Regions from separate parts of the Sus scrofa genome. Here region 2 is linked to region 1. Evidence: chromatin contacts called from public HiChIP or PLAC-seq data. All regions are on one chromosome and are shown on one strand. The core of a region is the stretch at or near the end of the contact, and the rest is flanking DNA. Distances in the headings are between cores, read along the strand shown. Region 1 overlaps C14H12orf49 (UPF0454 protein C12orf49 homolog). Region 2 overlaps MED13L (mediator of RNA polymerase II transcription subunit 13-like).

The links. HiChIP or PLAC-seq counts read pairs in DNA pulled down with a chosen protein or histone mark.
Region 2: a contact with region 1 is called in an H3K27ac HiChIP or PLAC-seq map of alveolar macrophages. The contact joins two enhancer-like sites. A contact is called at or near these places in 1 of 5 promoter capture datasets (fetal liver), 3 of 47 Hi-C or Micro-C datasets (fetal liver, fetal skeletal muscle and fibroblasts) and 2 of 2 datasets of contacts at active chromatin or transcription factors (alveolar macrophages and skeletal muscle).

Annotation. Positions count from the first base shown.
Region 1 is chr14:35,992,169-35,995,469 of Sscrofa11.1, forward strand. The region is part of intron 5 of C14H12orf49 (UPF0454 protein C12orf49 homolog); the gene reads left to right. Among named protein-coding and RNA genes, the nearest start is that of MED13L, 68 kb to the right of the region's middle. Within about 2 kb of position 1,678, at least 38 of the 83 cell types and tissues checked have an H3K27ac peak or open chromatin away from gene starts, as enhancers often do. A contact at or near this core is called in alveolar macrophages, where this site is marked.
Region 2 is chr14:36,073,089-36,076,644 of Sscrofa11.1, forward strand. All of the region lies in intron 1 of MED13L (mediator of RNA polymerase II transcription subunit 13-like), which reads left to right. Among named protein-coding and RNA genes, the nearest start is that of MED13L, 13 kb to the left of the region's middle. Within about 2 kb of position 2,118, at least 1 of the 83 cell types and tissues checked has an H3K27ac peak or open chromatin away from gene starts, as enhancers often do. A contact at or near this core is called in alveolar macrophages, where this site is marked.

The sequences.
Region 1 (3,301 bases), core at 428-2,927:
TTTTGTTTTGTTTTGTTTTTTGCTTTTTAGGGCCGCACCAGTGGCATGTGGAAGTTCCCAGGCTAGGGGTGGAATCAGAGCTGTAGCTGCTGGCCTCCACTTGACTTCATTGTTTAATAGCAAGAATGGTCATCATCAGCTCCAAGGCTGCCTCCTATAAGTTTAGCAATCTCAGTGAGAAAAGAGAGCCCCTATTCCCAGAGAGTTCCTATCATGGTCCCAGGATTGACCATCACCGGACCTCATGTGCATGACATGCCCAGTCCCGATCAGTCACTGTGTAGCCAGGAGAATGGGAATCACAGATTGGCCAGGCCTGGGAACACGTGTCCACCTCCAGAGTTGGGGACAAGGGATCCTCTTCCATCTAGAGTAAGGCTGTGAGGGTGGGATGATACCCCAAAGGAAAAAAATGGATGGTATTACCAGGAGATAAAATGGTATCTGGGGAGTTCCCTTTGTGGTGCAGTGGAAACAGATCTGACTAGTATCCATAAGGATGCCAGTTCAATCCCTGGGCTCACTTAGGGGTTAAGGATCCAGCGTTGCTGTGAGCTGTGGTGTAGGTCACAGATGCGGCTTGGATCTGGTGTTGCTGTGGCTGTGGTGTAGGATGGCAGCTGTAGCTCCAATTTGACCCCTAGCCTGGGAACCTCCATATACCAAGAGTGCAGCCCTAAAAAAAAAAAGAATCTGGACAGGAGTTCCCTGGTGGCTCAGCAGGTTAAGGATCCAGCATTGCCACTGCTGTGGCTTTGGTTACTGCTATAGCACGGGTTCTATCTCTGGCCTAGGAACTTCGGCATGTTGTGAGCACAACCAAGAAAAAAAAACGTATGTGGACAAACCAAACAAACAACATAGAATGTCTCCTCCTGCCCCTCTCACCCCAAAACATTTCAGCTGCATTACATCTCTACCTGTGCCAATTTGGAAAGGGGGAGATTCCCTGTGGTGAGTGATGCTGGAAAAATTACCAGTGGCCCTAGGAGACCAAATAGGAGCCACCAGACATTTCAAGGGCAGCGGTTTGGGAAAGACAAGCTTTCAGGGCGTGTGAAGCTTGACGTTATCTATTTTGTTATCTCTATAGAAGCTTTCTTTCTCCATTCTAATGACTTCAGCTCTTCAGAGGTATTGAAATTGGAAACTTCACATTGAGAGGCCAATTGCCAGAAGCTCACAAGTCAGAGAACTTGATTCCTTCTTTGCCTTGAACCTGGAATAGAGGTAGGGAAAAGTCAGGGGTCCCCCAACCTCTTATGACTGTTTCTTTAGCTTTGGAGTCAAGATCACAGCCAAAGACTTCCACTAGCTGGCTCAAAGAGTTTGGGTCAGGCTGGGGCTTCTCAGAAACCACCAAGCTGCAGAGGTTCATGAAATCCCCATAGCTTACTTGGAATTCACAGCTTTCCCTCATGTCATTTTTTGTTCAAAACCCCAGTCAACCCTAAGTAAAGGGACAGAGCCGCCACACAGAGAACAAAATGCTCTTCCGCTCTGAGCCCTTCAGCTCTGGCTGTACATGAGCACTTTTTTTTTTCCCGTAACACAGGAAATTCAGAAAACCAGCACCAGCTCACTTTTTTTAAAAAGGGGACTCACACATACAAGAAATAATAATAAAACCTTTTCAAACTAGTCCAGAAACTTGCCCACAGCACTTCTGGCCACGTTTGGGCTGGGCCTTTGTGACGTCACGCTAGCAATCAGCCAATGGGCCGGTGGCTCCAAGTTCCTAATCTGCATATTGCCTTGCATTGGTTCAAATTTCAGGACCATCTGTATTGTGGTGGTTTCTTTATATTCAAGGTTACCCACATCAGGCAGAGGGACAAACTCCACTCCTGGCCTTTCTTGCCCAAGGATCAGAATCAAGACAGTCAGTCCTTTCTGGGAAAGGGGCCTCGTGGAGGTTATGAAATCCAGTGGGGTGTGGAAGGAGAAAGTGTTGGCAGTCCAGAAGGGATGGAAGCAGGAGGTGGCTCCTTGACCCCGTCCTTCCTTTCCTGACTCCACCAGCACCTCCCTTGCATTTCCCAAGTGATTTAATTATCTATTCTTTGTCTCAAGGACTGTCAGCCCCGAAATTTGGGTGAGGAGAAATCAGACACAGGTTATTTAAATTATTATGCCTGATTTTATCTTGCTGACTGGTAGCTCAGGCATGTGAATTGAACATGCAAATGTGAGCACAACAACATGCATAATTTAAGAGCCTCAAATTAACAAAGGGGAAACAATTGAGTAATCTTACTGCTTTCTCTGAAGCCCAGTTTTCCGAGACTGTTGTAACTTTTTTTTCCCAGCTGTCTGAAAGGAGGACTTGGAAAACAGAAGGATTTGAAGCAGAAGGGTGTATGTAGCTACTGATGGCAAAGAAAAGAAAGTAGGAAGATTTCGATATTAAAATGTAGTTACATTTCACTTAGGTATCATTTAATTTGGATCTGGTGTAAATAATCTCAAACAAGCTTCCCTTTACTTTGTGCTATCAACAAATATGGCATCTGGGAGTTCCCGTCGTGGCGCAGTGGTTAAGGAATCCGACTAGGAACCATGAGGTTGCGGGTTCGGTCCCTGCCCTTGCTCAGTGGGTTAACGATCCGGCGTTGCCGCGAGCTGTGGTGTAGGTTGCAGACGAGGCTCGGATCCCGCGTTGCTGTGGCTCTGGCGTAGGCTGGTGGCTACAGCTCCGATTGGACCCCTAGCCTGGGAACCTCCATATGCCGTGGGAGCGGCCCAAGAAATAGCAACAACAACAACAACAAAGACAAAAAGACAAAAAAAAAAAAAAAAACAACAACAACAAAAAAAACAAATATGGCATCTGATAGAGCTCTGTTTCTCAACTCCCAAGGTTTTGATTTGACAGGTCTAGGCAGAAATAAAGACATTTAAACAGGTATCCCAAGTGTTTTCTGCCAGAAGAGGACTACACTTGAGAAGCTCTGTCTTGATTTTTAAATATTTACCCCAATGGTCTTCACAAACTATTGAAATAGCTCAGCAACTGAAATACTTTAGCATGAAAATTATCTCTTTGATTGTCTACTATACCCAAAAGCTGTGCAGAAACCCCTACTCTAAACACTCAAAGAACTGAACCTGACACAGGAGCCACCCTAACTATGAAGAGAGGTGGAACAATCATGACAATGTGTGTTGAGGACCTCATACCACAGGGCTTAACTGATCAAGGGCTGCAGTGCTGGTTCTGATATTGCCGGAGATGCTGCTCCCAGCCCACGATTGAGCACAGCAGCTGTACTCCAAGGGCCTTGCCAAGCCTTCCCTAGAT
Region 2 (3,556 bases), core at 868-3,367, 81 kb after region 1:
GCTTGGGCTTACAAAAGGACTGAGGGTCTGATATGTGGGATAAAGACCTACATGAACTATTTAGTTTCTGAGATTGTATATGATAAGTGCAAGAGGGAAAAAACAACATGGGCAGATAGTCTAGTAGTTCCCAACCAGAAAAAAATAAGTGAAATTTTCAACTGGATCTTGAAGGAATGGATGGATGTGGCTTGCTAGAGGAGAGTGGATATTCTTTGTAAGCTTAATTGACAACTCTGAGTCTGTCCTTGAGAATATTTCCTGAAATGGTATTATAGGAGAGCACTTCTAATTTATGACCTTGGTTCTTGGTTTCCTTTTAAAAAACAATGCAAAAACTTACTGAAATCCACTTTTTGTTAGGTGCAGAATTTGAAGTGTGGGTGGGCTGATTTAGATTAAGAAATGGTGATGTTAAAATAATCAGTTTTCCAAAATAATTCAGTACTGAACTTTAAAAAAACAGTGCTATATTATGCAAAATGCTAATGACTAAAGTGACAAATATTTCAGAAACTGGACAGACGCGAATCTTAAATGAGCAGATGGGATATGAAACTAAAAGTGGGAGATAATCCAAGATGATATAGAAACTATTATGAGAAATGAATTGAGGAAAAACAAGTGTGTTAAATGGTATTACATTTAATAATATGTTTAAAAGCCTTTCTAGGATTGCTCTCTTACATAGATAAATTGAAATTGTTGAACTATATAACCTATCCTTCTTTAAATTTTGTGCATTTTATTTTTTATTTTTTTTTGCTTTATTTATTTATTTTTTTAGGGCCGCACGCATGGCATATGGAGGTTCCCAGGCTAGGGGTCTAATCAGAGCCACAGCTGCTGGCCTACATCACAGCCACAGCAACTCAGGATCTGAGCTGTGTCTGTGACCTACACCACAGCTCATGGCAATGCCAGATCCTTAACCCACTGAGCAAGGCCAGGGATCAAACTGGCAACCTCATGGTTCCTAGTCGTATTTATTTCCATCTGTGCCAAGACAGGAACTCCTAAATTTTGTGCATTTTAAACAAATTAGATTTTGGCCCAGAATTACTTCTAATGAAGTCTAGACATTTAAGTTATGAATGTATATGTTACCTGTTACTTCACTAGACAGTATAATTTTCTTTATCTGACATAAATTTTTTTTTTTTTGTCTTTTCTAGAGCTGCACCCGCAGCGTATGGAGGTTCCTAGGCTAGGGGTCCAATTGGAGCTACAGCTGCCGGCCTATGCCAGAGCCACAGCAGTGCCAGATCCGAGCTGCGTCTGCAACCTACACCACAGCTCATGGCAACTCTGGATCCTTAACCCACTGAGCGAGGCCAGGGATCGAACTCGCAACCTCATAGTTCCTAGTCGGATTTGTTAACCACTGAGCTGTGACGGGAACTCCATGACGTAAAAATTTTTAAAAAGAATATTCATGATTTTTCAAAGACAGTTGTGGTGGATCTTGATGTGGGGAGGTGAGGAGTGAAAGCTGAGGAAGTTTGCTCTTTGGGCAATTTGGTGCTTAATTGAAATCATTACATTTGACAGTTGAGGGTAGAATCTGGATTACAGTGGCCTGTGGAATGAATGAATGATACACTCTTCGGTTGAAGGTTGATTGTGAAGCAAGCAGTGATATGAGAGTAGGGAGGCTAAGAGATTGAAAGGTGCGAATTGAAGGAAGTTTTTCAGAAGGCAAGAGCTTCATTTGTATTTGTAGACTTGGGAAGAACAATAGTGGAGAGACAAAAAGAAAGATGAAAGATATAAGAAAAGTTGATAATTACCCAAACAAGTTTGGCTGGAAATGGTGTCAAGAATCCATGTGATGAGGTTGGCACTGGAAAGGAGTAAGACACCTCTGAGAAATAAAAGATATGAAGATATAAGAATACACATGTTAAGAAAGTGGGAACAATCTTAGTTGTAGCTTGAGTGCTTTTTAAATTAAAAGATTAAAAATATTGAGCCTGGGAGTTCCTGTTGTGGCTCAGCTCTAATGAACCTGACTAGTATCCATGAGGATGTGGGTTTGGTCCCTGGCCTCGCTCAGGGGGTTAAGGATCTGGCTTTGCGGTGAGCTGTGGTGTGGGTTGCCGACCCAACTCAGATCTGGTGTTGCTGTGGCTGTGGTGTAGGCTGGCAGCTGCAGCTGATTTGACCTCTAAACTGGGAACTTCCATATGCTATGGGTGCGGCCCTAAAAAGACCAAAAAAAAAAAAAAAAGAGCCTGAAAAAAAAAATTAGCTAAATTTGCATATTACTTGATATGCTTGTTACTATCAACCATCTTTATTTTTATTTTCCTTTAATGGTTGTTTTAAGTAGGACAAATGTCACCTCCTTAGGCTATGCAATACTGATTTTGAGCCAGTCATACCAGAACTGGTATGCAGCTGCCCAAATGAGAAGCTTTATTCAAAGTAAGCCCCTCTGGGAGTTCCCGCTGTGGCTCAGTGGTTAACGAATGAGACTGGGAACCATGAGGTTGGGGGTTTGATCCCTGGCCTTGCTCAGTGGGTTAAGGATCTGGCATTGCTGTGAGCTGTGGTATAGGTCGCAGATGTGGCTCGGATCCCAAGTTGCTGTGGCTGTGGTGTAGGCTGGTGGCTACAGCTCCAGTTGGACCACTAGCCTGCAGTGTGGCCCTAGAAAAGACAAAAACAAAACAAAGTAAGCCCCTTTGAAGTAGGTCAGATATTGATGCCATTGTATGTAATATTTTTTGGTCCTTTTCTTTTGGAATTTCTTCTAGAAACAGTTTAGCCAGCCACCTGAGAAAATCTTACTTTATTTTAGTTTTTTTGGCTACAGCATGCAGGATGTAAGTTCCCAGACTAGGGATTGAACCCAGGCCATGGTGGTAAAAGTGCTGAGTCTAATCACCAGACCACCAAGGAACTTCCTGAGAAAATCTTAAAGTATACTTCTTTGGGAGTTCCCTTTTGGTGCAGCTGGTTAAGGATCCTGTATTGTCACTGTAGCAGCTCCATTGCTGCTGTGGCATGGATTCAGTCCCTAGCCTGGGAAATTTCACATGCCATGGGGTTTGGTCAAAAAAAAAAAAAGGTATACTTCTTTGGTCATTGTCTTTTCTTCTTAGTTCTGCTTTTGGCTCTAAATTGTGCTTAAGTCAGAAATTTATTACCTTCTGATAGGGATCTTATTGATGATGAGCAAAAGTCCTAAGAAGAACTCTACTTTTGGATATACAGTTGACCCTTGAACAAATGGGTTTGAACTGCATGGGTCCACTTATACATGGATTTATTTCAGTAAATAAACACTACAGTATTATGTGATCTGCGGTCAATTGAATCCACAGATAAGGAGGACTGCATTTGTGCCAAGAGTTCCCTGTTTTGCTTGTATGGTTGCTTCCTGGGTTCTGAGTCTAGCATTATAGTGTACCTTGTTTTCATACAGTTTCAGTGGAGGTGGACTTAGTGGTCCATTAATTGGTAAGACTAGATATTGGGACATTCAGTGGGGGTGGCATTTTTGCTTTTGGGAATCAAGGCAAATTACTATAAGGGGAAAAGAGTAGAGTTA